Linked DNA regions of Gossypium hirsutum: region 1 is linked to region 2. Evidence: chromatin contacts called from public Hi-C data. All regions are on one chromosome and are shown on one strand. Each heading gives the region's core, a stretch centred on a gene start, on an enhancer-like site or on the middle of the called end of the contact. The rest is flanking DNA. Distances are from core to core; before and after follow the strand shown. Region 1 holds the start of LOC107904393. Region 2 has its middle 5.3 kb from the start of LOC107957448.

Evidence for each region. A called contact is a pair of places that touch in the nucleus more often than the background predicts.
Region 1: a Hi-C map of leaf shows a contact between it and region 2, with 1.8 times the contacts expected there. The contact joins the promoter of LOC107904393 here to the enhancer-like site in region 2. A contact is called at or near these places in 4 of 34 Hi-C or Micro-C datasets (all in leaf).

What each region holds. Positions count from the first base shown.
Region 1 is chrA05:35,281,272-35,287,611 of Gossypium_hirsutum_v2.1, reverse strand. LOC107904393 reads left to right here and starts at 4,012. Exons shown (of 3, transcript XR_001686212.2): 1 at 4,012-4,193; 2 at 4,267-4,393; 3 at 4,687-4,992.
Region 2 is chrA05:34,356,141-34,362,403 of Gossypium_hirsutum_v2.1, reverse strand. No RefSeq gene overlaps it. Among protein-coding and RNA genes, the nearest start is that of LOC107957448, 5.3 kb to the left of the region's middle. Within about 2 kb of position 4,668, at least 5 of the 9 cell types and tissues checked have an H3K27ac peak or open chromatin away from gene starts, as enhancers often do. A contact at or near this core is called in leaf, where this site is marked.

The DNA.
Region 1 (6,340 bases), core at 2,763-5,262, 930 kb before region 2:
TGAAATCGGTTATGTTTGACTGTTTGGTATGGTTTACTAATGACTTATATTTTTGTCATATAATTTGACTTGTGAGTTGGATTAAAAATAGTGTTTAGGTTGGTATGTATTCGGTTTTGATATTTAAATTGATTTGGGAACTATGTTACACGTTTTTGAGGTAAATATAATGGTTTATGTTTTGATAACATTTTTAATGAATAATTTTAATAAGTGGTTGAATGTGTATTCGGTAGATTATTAATAATGAATTTACTTTAGTAATTTGTGAGATAAATAATTGTTGTGAAATATATATATGGTTGGCATAAGAAATAAGGAAACATGTTTATTTTTTTTTAAAAAAAATAGGTATTCGAATATCAAGTATTTGATGCTTTTATATTTCAAATATTTTAATTGTAAAATGCATGCAAATTGGTTTTGTTACATAACAGGTGGTTCAAATATATGATTAAAAAAAAACAAGATATTAATATTGATATGATTGAAACTTTGTAGCATTGTTTGTTTATGTATTATAATTAATAAAATATAATTGACTATATTTGGATAAGTGTTTCCTTATGTGTGAATTAGTATATAGGAATAAATATGTGATTGTTTTCGATTTTAAATTAATGCGAATAATTTGATACGTGAATAACAATTTATATATGTGAACATGCTGACTGAGTTTTGTCAGGTAATACCTCGTAACCCTAACCCGACGACGAATATAAGTTAGGGGTATTACAGTCAGTCTAACCAATGTACCCTCATTGGTACCACATTTATATCCTCAAAGCATATCATTAATGCATCATTCAAATCCAAATTATAAGCATATCAAAATCACTCCATTTAGCCTAGTTCATAACCACCTAAAAATCAACTAAAATTCACAAACACCTAACCTATCTTAGTTCAATTCAACATACCATATTATTGCATCAAACACAAACACATGATTACATATACACCAACCAACATTACACTTATAGCTTTATTTACAATCCATCCATAAAATAACTATCAACTAGACATCCTAGGTACATGCGGACACAAGGGATAAATATCACCACATTTGAGTTTGGGATCGTTGCTAGATGCTGAATCGACTATCAAAAGTGAAGTACCTAACATGCGCATAGAAAATCAAAACCGTACGTTGAGTAAAACTCAGTTATATTTCTATAATCTTAACATTTAAAGACAAGAGAATACAAATGCACAATTGAATTATAAACGCATATTAATGACTAAGATCACAACTATCATATGCCAACCTTTTGAATTCATACATATTAATACATCGTTTCATACTATATTTGTCGAAACCCTTTTTGAATGCAATGGGAATCAACTTTTTGAGAACAAAAATGTGGAGTCGCCACCAACCTTTTGTTTAGGTGTGGTTCGATCACTTAATAAAACATTTTAAAACAATTCAGGTCCACAAAAAATTTAAAAATGGGTTCGGGAGCCAGTTACGTATGAGGAAGGGTTAGCACCCTCATTACGCCCAAAAATTGGTACCAAATTGATTTGATGTTGTCCCTATATCAAAAGGTTTTTCTTTAAAGAGAAAATTTCTCAAAGTATGATTCTTTTTAAAATGCATGAATAGTTCAAATTAGTGGTAAAAAATCTCTTGTTTCAAATATACGCAGTATCATACCCAGTACGATTGGATACGATCCTTTATACCTTTAAATACAATTGATTTTTTTGACTTTCGAAAATTCTTACACTAAAATTATAAAAAGGTTATCCAAATATTTAGTTCACCGAAAAATCATACCCAGTACGATTGAGCACAATTTTCTGAATTCCCCAAATATTGGATATTGCCTTATTTCAGAGTTTTTGAATGATAAAGAAAATTGGAAATTTGATCAAAAACGCGTTTATCCATTTTAAAATGTAATGCTTAATGAATTGTATCAAAACGTTTGCATGGGGAAGAATTTATGGACATGAAATATAAGTCACAATGAGTCGCAATTAACAAATCCACAATTATGTATAGCTATTCTAAGTAAAATGTGGTAAATTCTTAATCATGGATGATGAACAATCAATAAAAATGATATACAACAATAATTCACATGACATAATATAAAACTATCCACAAAATATGTACAAAATGCAATGAAATTAGAACTTAATATATTATAGGACATTTTCAAAATTGACGAATTAATTAACATATACTATAAGTTGGCAAACTTGTATATATAAAAAAAAACTAGAGATTTATTTAAAATAATATCATAAAATAAAACATTTGAGTCGAATAATATGCAAAATACTTTAAACATAATTTCATTTACAGATTTACAATGTGCATGATAACTTAAATAATATATTGAATATGAAAGACAAATAAAACACATGATAAGATATAATGTTCATAGTAAATTTATAAAACACGTATATATAAATACATTTGGAAATGATTATTTGTAGAAGATAGCATGAAATTAATAATGTATATAAAAAAATAAGTAAATATATAAATTATATATGTAACGAATTTCTTTTAAAAAAATCTAATCATACACATATAAAGATAAAAAAAACTATATTTACAAAATACATAAATTTGGTGATGTATATTCCTAAAACTATATTTATAAAGGGAGATTTAAAATAACATAATTTTACATGTAACAAATTAATATGGATTGATGGTACATACAAATAATACATACATAAGGATAATAAAATATGAAAATATACAATAAGTAAATCGCACAATTTAAAATGTGGTCCTTAAAAAGAAATATATTATATACATAAATAACTTGAAAAGAAAATATTTACATAAAATTATATGAAAATGATAACATGTACTATAGTAATAATAATTTAATATAGGCTATACACATGTGAAGACACTTTAGAAATTATTGTATATTTAAATAGCAAGGAATTAAAATTTGGGTTATAAAATTAATTTAATTTTATTATAGATTACATAAAAAATAAATCTAAAAACACGATTATATACAAGTTTATTAAAAATTATATGTATAAGAATATCATAGCTCTAATAATGGATGCAAATTGAATATAAGTACTAAATATATGTTTAATAATAGCTTAAATAATATACTAAATATGAAGCAATAATAATACATGACAAAGTATAACACACACGACAGATTTTTTATTTAACAACATACATATAAAAATAAATACATGTGAAATTATATTATCACATAAGTCATAAATTATATACATACTATTTTACTTAAAAATATCTAGAAGAAATATTAAATAACATACTTGAATAACATAATGTGGAGACATATTTTAAAATAACAAAAAAATGAAGTTCTAAAACGGTATCATATGTACATAAAAACATTTAAGTGTATTATAAATCAAGGAGTATTTTGAATAATCTATGTATCAACATATATATAAATATTTTGACAACACTTTATAATAAGGTATTTATACAATGTAATGTAAAAATTTATATATTCCAAAATAATATTTATTATAAAAAATTTAATAAAAAACGATTAGTATATCATACATGTATAATATTTAAAGAAATAGGATGCACAATGCAAAAATAATAAGATATGAAAAATCTCAAAATGATTGAACAAACAAAATTAGTAACATGGATTAATACATATAAAAATATTAAACACATTTTAAATTAGCAAACTATACACATAAAAGACCAAATTAAAATTGAAGCCAAAATAACAGGGATAATTTACAAATAAAAATAATCACAAACAAGATCAACAAGCAATCCGCACAAATGTATGAGGATTAGAATGGGAAATATTCCCAAGACCAAAACACAATGCTGTACTGAAGACTAAAATGTAAATACACACGAATTAAAGAGCCCAATTAAAAAGACCAAGTAAAATAAATGTGGTGCAATTGAATGTTTGCATGAAGAGAAGGATTTAACATGCAAATTTTCCATTTCAAATGAAAAGGTGCAGATCCGGCTTTTGAAACGGGTTTACACGCGGACTTTCCTTCTTCAAATGGCACCATTTTCACCTTTACTAATTTCCCCTTTATTTCCTTCTCAAACAAAGCCAATCGTTAAAGCCAAAGCCATTAACCCCATTTATTAGGGTGTCATTTGGCAAGATGCTGCCAAACCACCATTTTATTGGGTGATCAGCAGTTCATAGGCAGTGGTCAACTTGGTACGCGACCACAGAAATCCGGTAAGCATTCTTCCTTCTTCTTCTTTATGGAAACTTTTGATCCAATTTTATTCTTTTTTTTTAAAACGTATAGAAAAAATAAGCATAAATTCGATACCAATCGACCCTCGCCCACACCACGCTTGAAGGATGACGCCTTTGGATCTCCTTCCAACTTCGATCTCAACGAAGTGAACAGAGATCAATGGCTAAATCACAAGGTAAGACTTGCCTTCCCTTTTTCTTTGTTTTAAAATATAGATGACCAAAACAATGAAAAGAAAATAGATAAAAGTGACAGGAAAACTAAAAAACTAAAGGAAATCACCGTTTCAAAGACTATTTTTGAATTTTTCTATTCAATATGCGTGTGTATTGCTGGGAAAAGATCCCCTTTACATTGTTTTCCTTCCGTTTTTATAACTAAAAAAACAAAATAAATAAATAAATAAAAATACAAATTTCATCACTGTCATTTGCTGTCCATTTGCGCTGCTGTTATTCTGTTTTGCAGGTGCATAGCGTGGAGAAACCGTTCGTGGGCGTGGAGGCCGTTGTGGAGCATGGAGGCTGGGCAGAAGCTGCTGGTGTCTTCACTAGGCAGCAGGCTGGGGTTTCAAAAATCTGGTTGGGGTTTGAGTTTTGGGCCATTAGGTGTTGGGCTGTTGATTTGGGTTTTATTTTATTTTTTATTTTGGTTTTGGGTATGGGCCGGGCTAATTGGGCCTATTACAATATTCAATTTACACATGTAATCATATTTCATTTTATTAACAATGTCGCAATTCACATAGTTGCTATATAAATAACTATTCACATATCAAACCACATTTATTTATGCATTGACATTAGCCATTCAATACTCAATTCATGAGTACATAACTCATGTATCTCATTTAGTCATAACATATCTCATTTTAATTTTTCAAATCACTATCCCATTTTCAATTCACATACAATATCATTCAATATCAATTATAAAACCGTTTTATTTAATTACCCCTATTAATAGTACTCGGACTCGAATGGATACACGAATCCAACCAACACACCAGTTTAGCACTAAGTGCCTCATCGGATAAATCCGAAGTAATAACTGCGCCTAGCGCTATATACATTAAACACTTAGTGTCTCATCGGTTAAACCAAAGCAAATTGGCACCTAGTGCCTCATTGACTTGAAGTCAAAGAAATCTCTGAACTCTTCCGATCCTATGGCATGCCATTTATATCCGACTCAGCCCGATACAGTTAATAGGGTTTAATTTCACTTTTGCACATATATTCATTTCAATTCAATAATCAATACATTCATAATGAATATACCATTTCAATTCATTTCAATCAACTATCAAAATGTCAAATACTCACCTCAAACACTTACCATATGCATTAAATCAAATTACAACAATTAAGAACTAGGTTCGGATTATAGAAATACAAACTATGAATTATGAGCAATTCAAAGTCGATTTTATCCTTCCCCTTTTTAGTCAAGGATTCTGGTACAACGTTAGCGATGTAATTAAAATAATTAAAATTCAGCTATACAACACAATTCAATTTCATATTGAATATTTCAATTTTTATTCAATATTTGCCTAAATTCCAATTTAGTCCCTAAACCGAGACTAATTTTTATTCTTCACAGTTAACCCTATATATTCATACAAATTTCACTTTAAACTAAATTTAACTCCCAATTTTTTATTAAACCCCTAAATTTTAAAATTTTTACAATTTAGTCCCTAATACACAAAATTTACAACTTATTTTACAATTTAATCCTTTTTCATTTCTAGCTTAAAAATCTATCAATTTAATCTCTAATACTAAAACTATTCAACATTAACAACATTTGAAATCTTAACAATTGCTAAAATTGCAATATGGGTCGGGTAGCCCCAGGTATCGGGATTCCAAATATATAAAAATTACAACAAAATAGGACTAAATTGAGTAACCAATTGAAGTTTAGAAACTTAGAAGTCCTTAGCCGTGCGTTTTCTCCTTTTTCACGTTCTTCCCTTTCTCCCTTTCTTTCTTTTTCCTTATGAGCTTGCATGGCTTTCTATTTCTTTTATTACCTATTTGTTTTATTATACTTTATTTTATTATAATAATAATTATTATTAAGTTACTTTAATACATATATAAAGATTAATTTA
Region 2 (6,263 bases), core at 3,419-5,918:
AGTAACACTACCCTCATGACTCTTAACAAAGTTAATTAAGCATAAGAAGTTACTAATCATATGACGTAAGCATTCACTGACAAAGTACCATATATCATCAATTGAAGCTTTGAGTGACTCGAGTGCAACAAACAAATATTGTTGATATTTTATTCTCCACAGAAGTTTTTCCTTTTTTCACACAGTGCATGAAGTAATGGGCATAGTTTGTGGCGTTATTTTATTCTATTGAAGATCTCTGAGCATCTTGAAGCAATTGGGCCTGATATGGCATGGAACACCGCAATAGTGGCAAATGATCTTTCTCCTAGTAGATTGAGCTAGTTTGGTCTAGAGTTTAGGCTTCTCCTGTCTTTTCACTTGTTTAGATTATTCTTCGTGTAAATTGTTGTTTCCTGCCTTGATAAACACTCTAGGAGTTTCTACAATAGTTTTGCCTTGTCTGTGAAGCCTAGACCTCCTCTCTTTTGATCCTTTTTTCCAGCTACTATTATCACATGCAATTTTCCAATGTCGCAAGTAATTTTTTTGAGAGCTTGCCTTGCATTTTTTAAATATTACTCAAGTTTTTCAACCCTTTTTTATTATTCATCAAGTTCTATTAACTTTTATATACTTATCCTTCAAGCATGGAGACTTCTTCAGAAAATTATTCTCAGTGGAAAAGTTTTAGATTAACCTCCCACAAAAGATTCCATTCCTCCAATATAAGCTTGTATGCTTTCAGCAATTCAACATATGACTCTTTTTCATTACACTCGTCTTAGTCACAATCAAAAGTATCTAATTCATCGACTTTTGATGTGAAGGCAACAAAATTGTTCACTTGTTCATCATCAGATTTTAATTTTGAGTTGGTTTCCTTATCATTCTAGGTCACAAATAGAGATTTTCCTTTTTTTTAAAGGTATTAGCACATTCTAGTTGGATATTCCCAAATCCATGAGACTCATGACATTTAATTCCCTGTTTCTTCTCCTTAACAGGTTCATTTGACTTAGATTTTTTCTTGATAACCTTCGATGACTTAGATCATTTACTCTTTACAAACTATTTCTTTGCCATCTTGCTGAACCCTTGAGTAAGCAAAGCCAATTGTTTTTGCACCTCCTTAATAATAGTGCTTTGTGCATTGGGCACAGTTTCTACCACTAAAAAGGAAATATTTTTCTCAGGCTCTGACTTACCCTTCTTAGCCTATTCCAAGTTAATCTTAAAGGTTTTAAGAGATCCAATTAACTAATCTATCCTCATAGTATTGATATCCTTGGCCCTCTCAATCATAGTTATTTTTATGTTGAACCTCTCAAGGAGTGACCTAAGCATTTTTCTCATCACTTTGGAATTTGAGTACTCATTCCCTAATGCAAAAGCCTGATTGACCAGGTCATAGAGTTATGCACAAAATTCTCCGATGGTCCATGTTTCCTACATCCCCGGAGTCTTAAATTTAGTTGTTAGCATCTAAAGCTTGGATTATTTCATTGTATTAGTCCCTTCATGAGCTGTCTCTATTATTTCCCAAGTCTCATTAGTTTCAATACACTTAGAAATTCTTTTGAAATCTTGTGCATCTACCCCAGAAAAAATAGCATAAAGTGTTTTGGATTTGGCATTAGTAGTCATTTCTTCTTTAGTGGTCTAGGTTGCCTCAGGCTTGGAAATTTTCACTCCGTCAACTTCAGTGAAAGGATGAGTCCATCTAGTTAAAACAACTCTCCATGTACGTTCTTCAGTTGACTTAGTGAAAGCTTTCATCTTAGTTTTCTAGTAAGCATAATTTGCTCCATCGAGCATAGGGGGTGTAGGATTGACGATCCTTCCTTTGCAAGCAAGTATATCAACCAAGATAATCACTATTTGTGTTAAGTAAGAAGCTCTCATACAAATTGTAGAAAAGAGGAGGTACTTGTTTTGCAAAACAAAAATTGTGGCTAAAATAGTGTTTGGAACTTTGGCCATAGTTTCAACAACGAAACCAAAAGTGGGTAGAAAATAAAAAAGAACATCAAGATTGTTTATGCTGTTTGACTTCAGTCTACATATGCGGGGCCTTTCCCAGTGCAATGATCCACCATCTATCTCACGGTACAACCAATGATTTAAGTCCTAACACGGATCTAACATTCACCAATTTAGCGAGCTCGCTGTTGTACAAAGACTATATCACTCTCCCATTAAGCTTGCCCCTCAAAAGCTTATCTTTGCAACTCAAGAAACTCTCTTGATTGCTTACAGAAGCAATACACACATTAAACCTTCCTAACTTGAATATATTTTGCTCTATCAAGCTCTCAATCTCTCGGTTACTTTCAATCATTCTTTAACCTAGGTAAAACTTAAGTTTATGTACTACTTAAGTTTTGTTTACATAAGAGTTATATTCTAATCACTTTACTACAAAGTAAGGTTAAAAATCAGCATAAGATAATACTTTCATAAAAGTTTCGGTGCAATCCAAAGTCTCCAACTATAGAAAGTGACTTTACTTGTTTCGCAAGAAACCGAACTTAAGTCGTAAGAAACCAATGTTCAAGTCTTCAATTTCAACTTAATTAGTCTTCATGTTTTGGGCTTTATTCGTCCAAAATGTTCAAATAATTGGTCTAATGCTTTTGTTCTAAAATTTGCCAATTTTGAAAATAGACAAGTAAAACAATGAAACAGTGCCTGAAGTTGTAGCCATTATTTTAGCCACATAATTAACATTGCCTTCAAATGTGTCAATATATGTAATCCTATTATCTATGTGATATCACTTTTACATTTACTTATATATATATATAAACACTTATGTTGATGCAATTTGAAAATAATTATATATTTTTTAAAATTTATATAATTCAATCAAGGTTTAAATGAAAAATTGGCCCTCAAATTATAGTGTTTTTCTCATTTAGGTACCTACTTAAACTATGATTCTTTTAATCCAACCGTTTGTTGCCATTAATCAAAAATCCTTAACCAATAATATTATGACACCTGGAAAAAACTATAGTTTAAGGGTTTTTTTTTCTCCCTTCTCTCCTACGTTCGTATCTCATCTTCTTACTCCTCCCCAGTAAACTCTCCTTTAAAATTTTAAACTATAAAATTTTCAACTTAACAAAATAAAAAATAGCTTTTAATAAGCATTGGATAATGAACAATCACAAAGCTCTCTCCTAATTGCAATATCTTAATATGAATTTTCGAACTCAAAATAAAATTTCAAGATCTTTTGGAAATTGCACTCTTTGAGTTTCCATTTCTCTGCTCCTTGCGAGCTTTTTTTAATAAGCCATGCTTAAAATTTTTTTAGCTTTAATCCCTCTGCCAGACATCTCCTCCATTATCTCTCTAGCTTTGTTTATATCTCCATTTCTACAATCACACATGTCAATGAATGAACAGAAATTTCAAGACCTGATTATACCATTTGATCAAAGAAATCTAAAGCCAGCCCCAATTCATCCGCTCTCTTATGAGTATAAAACAAAATTAATTTTATACCGAAGTAAGTGGACTTACAAATGACGATATAATTGCTCAAACTAGTGTAAACTACATTAATTTTAGAACTTTGGTAACCTTTTTCTTAATATTAATATTTGGTACACTAACAATGTAATTCTTTTATTTCACAAGCAACTTCAAAAAATTACTACGTGTCTTTGTTTTTTTTTAAAAATATTTTACTATACTTTTACGAAACATGTGTCAACTCCTTAACCAGTTGACTCTGCTTGTAGTGCTTAAAAATTTCACTGGTAAGTATATCAAATATTATTCTTTTTCTTTATTTTATCTTATAAAATTTTTCAACTCCAAAAATAGAATTCAATAAATGACACATGTCTATTTTAATTTATTTTGAATTATTTAAATATTCCGTGACAACACATGGTAATATTTCACCGAAAATTTTTAACTTTGTTAATAATGCACCAAATAATTTTGTTTTTTTTTAAATTCTTTTTCATACATCCAAAATTTTGAATAAATTTAAAAAATCTGTAAAAAAATTAAATCAATTATAAAGGTATTCAAATAAAACTAAATTAGTATACTAATTGCGTACACGAACAAAGGATGAAATATTAAAATAATAGTAAAAAAAGATCCTCGAGTGCCCTTCTTCTTACACTATTGGATAGCCAAAAGCAAGTAAAAAAGGTTACCAAAAAAATTATAAATTCCACCAACTTGTTTGTAGACCTTTTAATCAATGGTTGATTACGTGATACAAATATTTTGCGGAAACATAATTCACTTCTCTTTCGCAATTATTGTAGTGAGTTTTCTCAATCAAATTATAATCGAAATAATTTAATATCCGATATTATATATATATAATATGTTTTTCAAATATTGTAAAATGGATTTGTTACTAGTCACAAAATCTCAATTGTTCTATTAATTTTAAATCATTTCATTTTAAATAAAGCGAAAAAGTGAATGCAAGATGAAGTGAAATGAATTTTTTTTAATAGATGTACAGGCTCAAATTTACTCGGGCTCACTAAACAAGAAAAATCAAATAAAACCAAAATTTTTTAGTCCAAGTCCATTTATTACATCAGCCCAAATTTACCAAAATAAAACAAAAACCCAAACTATAAAGTAAAACAAGGCCCAATTCAGCCCAAAGAAAACATAACCCAAAACTAACCCTAAAACCCAGGCCCAAAATTAAATCAATTCTCAGCAAAAAGGAGAATGAAACCCTAGCAGCCACACGCAGCCTCCCCTCCACGAGCTCTGTACCTCCACGTCAGTAGGAGTGTGCACAATTCGGGTAAAATTGAAAAAATTCGGTTAACCAACCGAATTCGGTTAATCGGTCGGTTAACCGAATATTTTCGATTGGGAGTCGGTTAATAATTTTTTAAATTTTTGGTTAACGGTTAATTCGGTTCGAAACATGTCGGTTAACCAAATTTTTTTCGGTTAACCAAAAAAATAATAAATAAAACCCAAACCCAAACCCAATCCAACATAAAACCCAATCTAATATATTTAAACCCAAGTGGCCAACCCAACCCAACCCATTTACCCAACCTAATTACCCAACCCAATACAAATAATTTAATAAATAAAAATAAAAATCTAAATGTAAAATTTTGGTAAAACTAAAACACCCACCCCTTCTCACTACTCACAGTCTCACTCTCACACTCACACACACGACAGAAAAAAAAAACCTAACTTTTCAAGTTTCAGACCCCTAATTGAAAATTTCAAATCTCTCAAAACCTTTAAAATCTTCAAAATCTCCCAAAACCTTCAAAAGTATCATAGCTGGAGGCTGGAGCTACGGCTGGCCGCTGCCCGCTGGTGTTGTCATCGAAGCATGGAAGTAGGCAAGCAGCTCTGTTACCCGTTGATTACTTTTTTTTGTGTGGTTTTTACTTTCAACTCATCTTTCTCAAGAAAATTCTCTTCTGAGTTCTCACTCATAGGCATCGCTATTTCGTTCTCTTTTCTTTCCAACTGTCTTTGCGATTTTGATTTATTACGAAGATATGTTCTTCTTTCATGGCCTTCTTGATTAGTGATTTCTTTTTAATCTTTATTTTTGCATGTTTTCCGAGTGATATGTATACGTATTTCAATGTTCGATTTTTGTTCTCTTGAAGAAGTTAATCTTGATTTGTAATGATTTTCTGTTATAGTTCTTGGAATCTTGATTGCTTTGATTGAATTTATTTATTCATGGAAGCAGAAGAAAGAAGATTGAATCTAATTTTCTACATTTGCTGTACTGGTTTACATAAACTTCCTTAACTCTTACTCACTGCATTGATGTTGAGATGAAGAATCTCTTGTATGGGTTGATTTGTTGAGTTAAATAAGATTATTTTTAAATACGAGAATCAAATATTTATCTCTCGCGATGAAAACAAATATCATGTTGTTTAGTTTAAATGCTAAGGAGTTACTCAAAATTTAGATTAAGTCGTTTGTTTCTTTGATATTTTGAGTATCAATAAATCCTAAATTTGAGATTTATATTATTAATTCCTTTTATTTGTTAACAAAATCAGTCTCTTCACTATTCTCTGAAACTGTTTGAACAAATTTGTTGTGTTTCTTTGATTGGATTGTTTAAAGGTATTTGTAGGATAAATACGTTTCCACTGTATAGTTGCTTTGTTATGGAACCATGAGGTTAAGATTTAATTGAATGAAATTCAATTTATATTCCAGATTGTTGCATTTCTTAGCAATGGGAATGCCGCAAAGCATATGCTGGAACCTTATTTTTTTTAAATGCGTATATT